Regions from separate parts of the Mus musculus genome. Here all the other regions are linked to region 2. A link is a contact called in public promoter capture Hi-C data. All regions are on one chromosome and are shown on one strand. The core of a region is the stretch at or near the end of the contact, and the rest is flanking DNA. Distances in the headings are between cores, read along the strand shown. Region 1 holds the start of Chchd5 (coiled-coil-helix-coiled-coil-helix domain containing 5). Region 2 holds the start of Mtln (mitoregulin). Region 3 holds the start of Ttl (tubulin tyrosine ligase). Region 4 holds the start of Zc3h6 (zinc finger CCCH type containing 6).

Region 1 (2,700 bases), core at 109-2,608, 1.3 Mb before region 2:
CAGACATATTGTATATGTATTTATGTATTGTATACATTAGCAAGATCCTTTTCTGTGCACCCCTCCACCTCACCCCCTCACCCCTACCAGCACAGCTGGAAAGTAGTGAAGGGGACACAGTGGCTGAGGAAAGGAAGAACACAGGATCCAGTAAGAATCAGGGACTTTGTTCCAGTGTGAATTGGTGGCCACCAGAGAGTTTTAAGCAAGGGATTATCATTACTAGAATCCAGGTCATTATATGGAACACAGAGGGTCTGGCAAGCCGGGGAAAGGCTGGGGCAGGTGCCCTGGCAGAGGGGAGTGTGAAAGGTGGTGACAAGCAGAGGCATGTCCACTCGGGGACAGAGAACCATGGTTTTTAGATTCTTGGATGCATAGCCAAGGCCATGTATGGGAATGGGGCTGGGACTGGTTCTGGAAGGTATTTAAACTAGAAAATGAAGGGAGTTGTGAAAGGAAAAAGCTACGATCAAGTTAGCCTCCTTTACCTCTCCAGTTGTGGGTGAACTTGGTGGCTGCACCTGCTCTGCACACTGCAGGAAGCGGCGCATGTGTTCAGCACAGTTGCCCACTGCTGCCTCATTCAAGCGAAGACACTTCTCAAAGGCTTCAAAGGGCTCAGCACAGGCCTGGCGGATCTGGCGGATGATCGGGCTGTGGGGGGTAGGGCATTTTAGACCCTGAAGCATTCAAACCCTACTGCCTGGCACCCTCTAGCCCCCAGTTGTACACTCACTGGGAGGACGTGCAGCGAGCAATGCTCATCTTAAGGTGGTGACAATCTCGATGCCACGACTCTGGCTTGGCTGCCACACATTGGCCATACTGATCCAGCTCTCGGCTGCAGTATCGAGCAGTGACTTCCAGGGCTGCCTGCCTGTGGGACAGGGTAAACTGAAGATAATCTCAAGAGAAGGCAAGAAAGAGTTCTGATTTTGATCTGTGATTGGACTAGTCTGGATTGGGGGTGGGGGGTGTAAAGATCCTGTGATAGGGACAACCAACGAGGGGCAGAAATAAGCGCCGATCCCTGCGCGTTGTGGAACAAGGTGGGATTTCCCGGGAGATCGTGGAAGTCCTAAGACAAAAAGTCTGGCTATTGTGAAGCAGGCCTGGAGTCTTGAATTCAGTCATTTCCCGTTGGGGACCGTGCAGTCTGACAAGCATGATCTAGAGTTATAGGGAGTTGTAACTCACATCTCCAGGCGAATTCAAGCGCCGATCAGTCAGGGAGAAGAGACCCGCCTTTTCCGGTATCAGGTTGTTATGGCGGCGCCCAACCCAGACCTCCTGGCCTCACTCTTCCGGTCGTCGAGCGTCCCTGCCACTCATCCCACATTGGTCCAACCTTCATGGCTGTGTCCTGCTTTGCTTTCCGCCTCACTGCCTATCCGGGAGGAGGCCCCTGTAACTACTTCCGGTCCGTCAGCTATTTTAGTTTATTTACTTCCGGCTTGTGGTGGTCGCGTTTAGTGATCACCGGAAGCAGGACTTCGGCCGTGATCGAGCAGCCAGGCACAGAGCACCAGAGCTGGTTCCCTGTAGGTCAGATCTACAGCCGCTCGCGCTGCCACTTTCCCGGCTGGAGTTGAGGCCACCGGCCCGCGTGACTATGGCTCGGCACACGCTGCGGCTGAGGCGGCAGCTGTGCCCGCCGCTGCTAGTTTAGGAACACGGGGATTGCCCTCTCAGGCTGAGCTACCAGTGGCTTTCCGCCACTGCGTATTCTCCTCCTGACTTTAGTTCCAACTTGACGGAAAGGAATGATCTTAAACGCCACATTGGGCTTCCCATCCGATTATTCACTCAGACATGTCCTTTTCCTGCCATAGGTGGTAAAGGCAGGATGAGAGTGGGTTTTATTGCTTGCTCCTTGCAATCGTGCACAAATTATTTTCTTTGTAATTTCCTTAGGTGGTGTTTGCACCCTCTCCACATTTGCCTTCAGATTATAGGGCTAGACCTGGAAGTTCATTTCCCTGTAAGGCTAAATATTCCTCATATGGAGAGGCCTAAGCTAGAGAAAATGAGCGGTAAGGTGATTACCTTAGCACGCAGTTGTAAAATGAGAACGACTGCTTTGGCCTTCATAATATACAGTGACACTTTCATTTTTGGGAAACTTGACACTCCACACTTCTAGTTTCCTTTTGTCTGGTTGCTGTCAAAAGAGTCATTAAGAATGGAATGGAGAGAACTAGATAACCCTAAGGTTTGAAGTGAAGCGGATCTGAGAAATGCAGGTCTCAAGAGTGCTTCTGTTACTGGGGTTCCCTTCTGGGGAGCTCATTAATGAAAGAACTTTAAAAGGTACTCATTTAGGACAATCAAGGGCAATGTTATTGGTCTGAGAGAAAACACCAGGACAGGCACGCTGTAAATGTCAGTAGCCGCTAAGAGGGAGCAGGAAAAGGAAACTAGGGACATGTGTGTGATGTACATGTGTGCAGGCAGAGGCTGGCGGCAGGTGGCTTCCTCTATTGCTTGACACCTGAAGCTTTTTGGAGACAGGGTGTCACTGAACCTTAAAACCCACCAGTGAACATCCAGGAGCTGTCTCCTCATCCCAACACTGGGATTCCAAGTCTGCCCTACCATGCCTTTTCTGCAGGTTTTTATGCAGGTGTTGGAGATCCACAACTCAGGTCTTCCTGCTTGCATAGCAAGCACTTTAGTCAGCCATTCCTTCACTCCCTC
Region 2 (2,700 bases), core at 35-2,534:
CCGGGCGGGCACCTGTCCTCCGGTCCGGAAGGTGGCTGGCTGTCCCCGGCCCACACAGGGTGCTGCCTCAGCCCCTCTGTGCTTCTGCCTGTTCCAGAGGCTGTCAGGTTCTCTGGCGCACCCTCTCACCTGTTCAGACTAATTTCCTAAGTTCGGCGGGTCCCGGACCAAGATGGCGACCGCTGCTGCTGTGGCTTAGGCCGCCTCCCCAGCCGGGCGGGCACCTGTCCTCCGGTCCGGACGGTGGCCGGCTGTCCCCGGCCCACAAAGGGTGCTGCCTCAGCGCCTCTGTGCTTCCGCCTGTTCTAGAAGCTGTCAGGTTCTCTGGCGCACCCTCTCACCTGTTCAGACTAATTTCCTAAGTTCGGCGGGTCCCGGACCAAGATGGCGACCGCTGCTGCTGTGGCTTAGGTCGCCTCCCCAGCCGGGTGGGCACCTGTCCTCCGGTCCGGAAGGTGGCCGGCTGTCCCCGGCCCACACAGGGTGCTGCCTCAGCGCCTCTGTGCTTCCGCCTGTTCTAGAAGCTGTCAGGTTCTCTGGCGCACCCTCTCACCTGTTCAGACTAATTTCCTAAGTTCGGCGGGTCTCAGACCAAGATGGCGACCGCTGCTGCTTCTCTTTTTTAAGTACTTAAAGGTCATTGGTCTGACAATGTCCACTTTTTATTCCATTGATGAGAGCTGTGGCTATTGCATTGACACTAGTAACTTGGAAGATTATATATTAAAATACCCTGTATACTGGGGTAAGAGAAAACGTATTAAAGACCATTTCATCTAAATTTGTTCTTTTTAAGTGTTATTAAGTTTTTTTCTCTATTTGTTTATTTTAAAATCGAGTTACCAGAAAGCTTAGATAAGAAAAACGAACAAAGCCGGGCGTGGTGGCGCAGGCGTTCCAGCACTTGGGAGGCAGAGGCAGGCGGATTTCTGAGTTCGAGGCCAGCCTGGTCTACAAAGTGAGTTCCAGGACAGCCAGGGCTATACAGAGAAACCCTGTCTCGAAAAACCAAAAAGAAAGAAACAAAACAAAACAAAAACGAACAATAGTAGATAACACTTCGGGTATGATGCAAGTGAATATCTGACTAATGTCAAACAAGAAATGTAGAAGAAACGCGGAGCCCATCAGAAACCAAGACCATCTCACATCACAGTTAAGACTCCTGATCTAAGAGTCAGGGAACTCTGCTTCCTTTCCTGTCCTTTCCTCGCGCAGACTCAGAGCGGGCCTCAAGCGAGCGCTGTGGCATCTGATCCTTGCGCCAATCCGTAGCTCACTCTACTTTGTGCTGAGTGGTTGCAATGGCGGACGTGTCTGAGAGGACGCTGCAGGTGTCCGTGCTAGTGGCTTTCGCCTCTGGAGTGGTCCTGGGCTGGCAAGCGAATCGGCTGCGGAGGCGTTACCTAGACTGGAGGAAGCGGAGGCTGCAGGACAAGCTGGCAACGACTCAGAAAAAGCTGGACCTGGCCTGAGCACGCGCTGCAGCCCGAGTCCGCCGGGTTCTCACTCCCTAAGCCCAACGCAGCCCGGATCGTGGGAGCCGCGCGACCCAGGAGTCGTCCTTGCACGGCTTGCAAGAACATGGCTTGCTTCAGAAAGAAAATAGTTTTGTCTTCTCTAACAACTTACTTTCAGGTATTAACAGCTCAGTTTGCTGAGGGTATTTAATGGGAATGTTTTACCACGTGCGATGCAGTTACACCTTAACATTTAACTTCGAAATGGGGGAGGGAGTCATTTCACGCCCAGCCTCCACATTCATAGGGTCCACAGTGGCTTTTTAACGTGGATGGCAGGAGCTTTGCGTTTCATCATAGTTATTCTTCAGTCCTATAGTTTTCTTCTCTTAGTTCATGGTTTGCGATCACAGTACAGAAATTTGAAGTTAAAGATACTACTGTGTTACTGATTTTTTTTTCTTACTGTTTTTCAACAGCTTGTCGAAGATGAAAATAAAAAGCACTGGAGAGAAATAATTTCTTGCACTTTATGAATCTATTTTTAAAATAAAAAATTAAACATCTTTGAATCTTTTTCCTCCTCACAAAAGAAAGCAGTATTTTTGCCTACCATTCAGTTTGCTGCAGTAAGAGATTTGGAGCCTGAAAGCAGAGACTTTCTGATGGAATCTCACCTTGGTACAGCCTGGAGGCAGATCTGATCAACGGACCATTATGAGTCATTTTTCTAGACATATTCAGAAAACCTAGGAGCTGTGTCAAATGCCTGAATTAAGCATTACAAATGCAAGATATTTGCACTTTGAAGAATGTAGAGAGTAAAAAAACTAAAATTAAAAAAAATAATGCATGTGATATAACGGAATATATATGTGAAAGAGAAACTGTTGAGTAAGCTTAAAGATAAATGCCAGTCCTATCAAGTGACCAAAGCCTTGGTTATTTATAAGATGTATTTCTGACGCATTGTCTACATTTTTAAGAAAATCAGTTTGTTCTCCAGGGAAACACCATGGCCCATTTTCCTAGGATTATTGAGCCTTATATGTGACTTAGATCTTATTCTATGAATCCAGCAAGGGCTGAAACGCCAGTTTTCAGAGAGCCATCCTGTCTGGGCTTTAGTTGGCTGAAGCTTTCTAGTCAGCATTCCTCACTGAGAACTAGGTGAAGATCTTTGAGGTAGAATAGGGTTCTTATCTGCCTGTGGGTGGTGGCGGTGGGCAGTTGTGTGGGG
Region 3 (2,700 bases), core at 98-2,597, 1.3 Mb before region 2:
CCATAAGCCATCATAGCTTGCTGTGGCTATAATGTCACCCAAGTGCCCTATGCAAGCTTGCCAAATTGCCTGTTAGTTCCAAACAAACTGCTTTCCGTTTAGCCTCATCCACCGCTGACCACACCTATGTCTGAAAAAAACCTCTCCTCTTCAGGACACGGGACACTACTTTCTGGGGTGTTTGCTAAGGTAGAGATGCCCCCCTCCTCTTCTGTCCTTGAAATACAAATGATCCCACCCCCAAGTGAAATTCTGGAAAAGAACCAGACACCCAGAGAGAGGCAAGCCCTCCCCAGATGACTATGTAGTGAAGGGACCATGAGACCAGGTTCAAGTCTGTGGGATGCTAGTTGAACCCATTAGGACAACTTCAAGATTACGTCATTTAAAAGGGAGTTGCTGTCCCTTCCTACATGAGAGTACGCGAATAGAATGGTACCAAGCCAGTTTCGCACATGTGGATGAGGAGAGCAAAAGTCACCCAAGATCGTGTAAGAAAACATCACTAAATGCAGCTGCAAATGTAAACTTTTGGTGCAGCTAAAGGAAAGGTCTGAAATGGAACAGCTCCCCACGCTCCAGCTTCCCTGGAAGCTCCTGCTTTGGGTAAGTCAGTGAGTTTTCTCCAAATTCCCTGCCGGTTCATCTTGGCCTCCGGGTAACCCAAGCCTCGGCGGTTTCAACTCCCCTTCCACGCCCACACCACACAGAGCTGAATCCTAAGTGGCGGAAAGCTGCAAGATGACTGATGCGGGCCCAGGGAAGCAGGGGAACCAGGCCGACACCCTGAGTGCGGGTATAGGTCACTGTCAGCAGACAGGGCAACCGCACCCAGACTCCGTTCCAAATCCAGCTACGGGTTTAGGTCTTGCTAGACCCATTTTATATCTGCTAAGGTGAGCTCGCGCCTAGGGAAGATTAATGACCTTAAAAAACAAAAGCGCTCGCTCTCCGATTCATGCGCGCAGCGGCCACGAGGGAAGGGCTCACCTAGTCTCCCGAAGGGCAGTCGGTTCCTCTCCCCCAGCATCAGGTTGAACCTGGGGTTGTCTCGCCGTAGCCTCTTCCAGTAGCCGGTGGCCAGCAGCAGCCGGGAGACCTCGGCGTAGACGCTGCTATTCTCGTCGCGCACCACGAAGGTGTACATGGCGAAGGGCAGCGCGCCCCGCAGCCGCTACACGAGTCCAGGGCACGGCGGCCCCGCGTGCACACTGCCCCAGCCTCAGCCTCAGCCCCGCTGTCGGTCTAATTCCAGGGCCGCGCCTCCGGATTACCCTAGTGTCTGCCCTGGGCGCCCGCGCCACCGCCCGAGTGGCGAGCGCCACCCGGACGCCGCGCCCACCCCCAGCGCCCCGCCCACCGCCGGCGCCCCGCCCACGACCGTGATTCCGCGCGGCGCTAAGGGCAGGTCTGCGGGTTGCGGCGGCAGGAGCTCCCAAGCAGGGCCCACCAGGGCCGCCCCGCCACTCAGTGTGTGGCCGGTGACATGGGTCTCAAGTGTGGCTGCAGTAATAGCAAACTGCGGTGGAGAGACCAAGGGAAATAATTCCAGCTGCGCCATAGCCCGCCAATATCCCTTTCCGCCCTCTGTCTGGGTCTTCCACCAAGTTCAAAATCAGATTTGGTGGATGAAACAAAAGATCCAGGCATGGGTGTAGCTCAGTTGGTAGAGTGCTTGCTTAGCCAGCACTGAGCTCTGGGTTTGATCTGGGTGCGGTAAAATCGGACACATGTCAGGAGCCATAATGGGACAAGCTAATAACTAGCAGGTGATCATCCTGAAGTAGCCTGCCTTGGATTATTATATAATCTGCGACAGTGAGCCCTCATTAAGCAAGGCTATGAGGGACTCATTTTAGGAAAGATTCCTGCTGAGATAGAACAAAGGCTGTATTGCTTAATCCTCCCCTGATAGGCTACAGGTGTTAATCGCCTAAGCCAGCAAGCAAGCCCTCAGAAAGAGCAAGAAAGTTTTTAGGACTTTTTAGAAGTTATCATCAGCATTTCAGTATAATTAGAGAGCTAGAAAGCCCCAAGACCCTCAGACGTTAAAGCCATCACCAGAGTCCTTACTCTGTGACTCCACTGCTACCCCTGGCCCGGGCCAGGAGGCTCCCAATGTTCTAATTTGGCACCCGAACAGCGACATTGAATAAGGTAAGTGGACACAGATAGGACTCTTAACTGGGTCTTACAAATCCATTGGACAAGGAGTGTGCAGTTAAATTGTCTTCTGCCATCAGTAGAGGCGGATAGTTGGGGCCATCAGTTCCTGGTTGGGTACCATCAGTGCCCATGTTAAGCCAGGAGCCATCAGCTCTGGCTTTTATTGCCTGCTGCCATCAGCAGAGGCTGATACTAGGTGCCATCAGTGCCTAGCTGTTCTGTTGGAAGCTATCAGCACCCGTCTTAGGTCAGAAGACATCAGTTCTGGGTTGTGTGCATTTCATGGGTATCTCTCAAGATGGGACAAAGTGAATCTACAGATAGAGAGTTCTTTACAGATATTAATAAGTATACTCTTAAGAAAAGAGTCTTAGCTGGGCAATGGTGGAGCACGCCCTTAATCCCAGCACTTGGGAGGCAGAGGCAGGCGGATTTCTGAGTTCGAGGCCAGCCTGGTCTACAGAGTGAGTTCCAGGACAGCCAGAACTATATACAGAGAAACCCTGTCTCGAAAAACTAAACCAAACCAAAACA
Region 4 (2,700 bases), core at 114-2,613, 1.2 Mb before region 2:
CTTAAGTCTTATGGGCCACACTAGAACACAATGTATCTGAGACTATTCACAAAGCAATGTGAGGATGTCCACTTTCAAGTCAATATTCTAAGTAGGAATCAGCTGAATGAGATTTGGCACCAGGAGTTTTAATAAAAGTCCTCCTCTGACACCTTTAAAAATTTGTTTATCAATGTCAAGAGTATATTCTGTAAATGCCACCAAACCTTTGAATGGTGCTAAGAATGTGCCTCTCAGAGCACAACAAAACTAAAACTGGAAAATGAGAATCTCAGCTAAATAGTCAAATATTTATTTAGCACCTAGGAAATCAGGTAAAGCTAAAACTCTGCAGTCTACTTGTGTTAACGTATTTAATATGAAAAACTGCCATTTCACTTTCCTGGAGGTTATAGGACTGCGGCAGACACATGGCCTGGGAGTGGGGGATGGGAGGGAAAGAGACTCCCCAACCCCCTCCAAAAAAAAAAAAAAAAAAAAAAAAAAAAAAACTAAACATGTTTATTTTCAGAGGTAGACTCGGGTCGGAGGCAAACATCCACTAGGCCTACTACTGAGCTTTTGGGGCCGGTTCCAACGGGGCTGCCAACGCCGGTCACTGGCCTGGCGGGCAGCGGCCGCAGCCGCGCCGCCGCCCGCGTGGCGCCGACGACTGAGCCGGGCCAGGGGCGGGGGGCTCGCACGTGCCCGGCGGGGGCGGGGCGGCGAGAGCGACGGCGACCCCGGCTCCGGGAGGCGGGCGCGGCCGCTTCGGCCTCCCCCGCGGCGGCCGGCAGGCAGCGGCGGTGGACGAAGGTGCGCGTCACGGAACCGATGGAGCCACACAGAGACGTCTAAGTCATGCAGGAGGCGCCCGGCCCCGGCCCGCTCCCGCCGCCCCGACCCCTCCTCTCATCCGACAGAAAGACAGACAAGAAGGGTTCCCGACCTGTCGTGCCCTGCATGTTCAGAGTCTGTCATGTTTGGTCAAGAACGGGGCGGGGCTGGAGGGCAGGTCTGGAGGCCGGCGGCGGCGGTGGCGGCGGCAGCGGGGCGCGGGGAGGACCCCTGCGCCGCCTGCGGGCAACCCTGTCCCCGGCCGCCGCCGACAGGTGACGAAGTGGTAAAAACTCACGGTTACTAGTGAGCGACACAGACACAGACTTTCCAGTCTATTAACAACCAACGCCAGAGAGATGGGGCTCTAACTGCAAAGACTGGGCAACGGCCCCGCGCTGCCGGCGCTGCCGCTCTAGTCTGTATTCGCCGCCGGAGGCTGAGGCGTGGGAGCCGGCGGGCGGCGTGCAGCGACGCGGGGATTTGGACAGTGGCCGTAACGGTGATTTCTCCTCACCAACATGGCGGCACCCGAAACAGGCGGCTCAGAAAATGGCGCCGGCCGCAACACCTTGCCCGGGACTAAAGGGCAAGTGGAATTCCTCCGCGAGCCGCGGCCCTCTCCCAGCCCGCCGGTGCCGAGCGCACTAGCCATTGGAGGAAACTGCCCGTCAATCACTTCCAGGGGCGGGCCTTTAATACGCTCGCTGCGGCAGCGGAGGCAGCAATCTGATGGGTGTGAGGCCAGGGATGCGGTTCGGTGGCGCGTGGAGTTATATCGGGCGGGGCAGGTCACCCCGCCAGGCCTGCTGTGTCCACCAGGTCCTCTGTGCCCATTTCTCGATGTTCCTGCGAGACTCGTCGTCTAAGGCTTTGGAGTTCCGGACTCATCACACTGTCCCCCTCCACCCCGCCACCGTTAACTGCGCGACAAAGAAAGGAACCCAGGACTGGCGGTTTTCTTTGTTAAAAAGAAAGAAAGAAAGAAAAGCTTTCTTTGTTGCCGAAAGAACTCGGAATCATCCTTAAGCCCTTAAACTTGTAGCTGTTATGTCTCCGTAGTGTAAGGAAGACTGCCTGCCATGCAACTTTTTCTGATACTAAATTCACCCAGTCCTTACTTGACGATTAAAAATAGCTATTGAGGTAATTAAAACATGATCTTGTGTCTGTTAGCGGTTTAGATGTGGAATTCATTCGAGTATTTCATAAGAACAAGACTTCATTTCTTCGTATGTCCATGGCCTTCAGACGTATTTCCATATCCTTCAGAAATAGTCTTGAAATGATGAGTAATGTATACTTAGTTCTGAAGGAAAGTTAATTTTTTTTATTAAAATGATAAGCTTAAATGTCCAATATTTCTAAATACACGACGTCTTTTGTCTTTGATGTGTAAATAACGTGCATTCAAAGAGCAATTGCGATTAGATAAATGTGAAAAGAGAAAAAAAGTTATTTAGTTGAATGCAGCTATTGACAAGACTTGAACCCTGACAGATCTTCACGGCCCATTATAGGAAACTTTCAAAAGGCACATCTGTTTTAACTAGAGAAGCAATATTATTAGTTTTTGGAACTAAAATGTAAAGCCTCTTCATTTAATCGTTTTACTAGGAACAGTGAAAGGCTTTTGAGGTGTAACAGCTGCTCTTCACAACTGCATTTTCTGCTTAGACATTAAAATAATGATTTAGGATTTGAATTTGATTTTTTTTTTTAATAAAAAGAAAATCTTTGAACTGGTACACATTTGAGTATTGCTGTTTTCAAATTCGTTTGGAAGTTTAAACGCACACCAAAATAAATTCTGGGCATTAGCTTACTCAGAAAAACAACTTTTGAAATGTTGCCTCCAGACAAAATTAACATACTGACACACTT

The links. Promoter capture Hi-C pulls out the DNA fragments that hold promoters and counts their contacts.
Region 1: a promoter capture Hi-C map of pre-B cells shows a contact between it and region 2, with 3 times the contacts expected there. The contact joins the promoter of Chchd5 here to the promoter of Mtln in region 2. A contact is called at or near these places in 3 of 39 promoter capture datasets (cranial neural crest, hippocampal neurons and pre-B cells), 1 of 484 Hi-C or Micro-C datasets (pre-B cells) and 1 of 115 datasets of contacts at active chromatin or transcription factors (embryonic stem cells).
Region 3: a contact with region 2 is called in a promoter capture Hi-C map of pre-B cells, with 3 times the contacts expected there. The contact joins the promoter of Ttl here to the promoter of Mtln in region 2. A contact is called at or near these places in 3 of 39 promoter capture datasets (the C10 cell line, liver and pre-B cells).
Region 4: a contact with region 2 is called in a promoter capture Hi-C map of hippocampal neurons, with 3 times the contacts expected there. The contact joins the promoter of Zc3h6 here to the promoter of Mtln in region 2. A contact is called at or near these places in 5 of 39 promoter capture datasets (the C10 cell line, cranial neural crest, frontonasal cranial neural crest and 2 more).

What each region holds. Positions count from the first base shown.
Region 1 is chr2:129,128,358-129,131,057 of GRCm38.p6, reverse strand. Chchd5 (coiled-coil-helix-coiled-coil-helix domain containing 5) reads right to left here and starts at 1,358. Exons shown (of 4, transcript NM_025395.3): 1 at 1,201-1,358; 2 at 740-880; 3 at 492-657. The coding sequence starts at 1,202.
Region 2 is chr2:127,791,072-127,793,771 of GRCm38.p6, reverse strand. Mtln (mitoregulin) reads left to right here and starts at 1,284. Exons shown (of 2, transcript NM_001384135.1): 1 at 1,284-1,638; 2 at 1,940-2,390. The coding sequence starts at 1,305. The coding sequence ends at 1,475.
Region 3 is chr2:129,064,594-129,067,293 of GRCm38.p6, reverse strand. Ttl (tubulin tyrosine ligase) reads right to left here and starts at 1,347. Exons shown (of 7, transcript NM_027192.2): 1 at 991-1,347. The coding sequence starts at 1,147. Vinac1 (vinculin/alpha-catenin family member 1) reads left to right here and starts at 1,385. Exons shown (of 11, transcript NM_001370941.1): 1 at 1,385-2,157.
Region 4 is chr2:128,966,065-128,968,764 of GRCm38.p6, reverse strand. It overlaps Zc3h6 (zinc finger CCCH type containing 6), which reads right to left and starts at 1,363. Exons shown (of 12, transcript NM_178404.3): 1 at 929-1,363. The coding sequence starts at 960.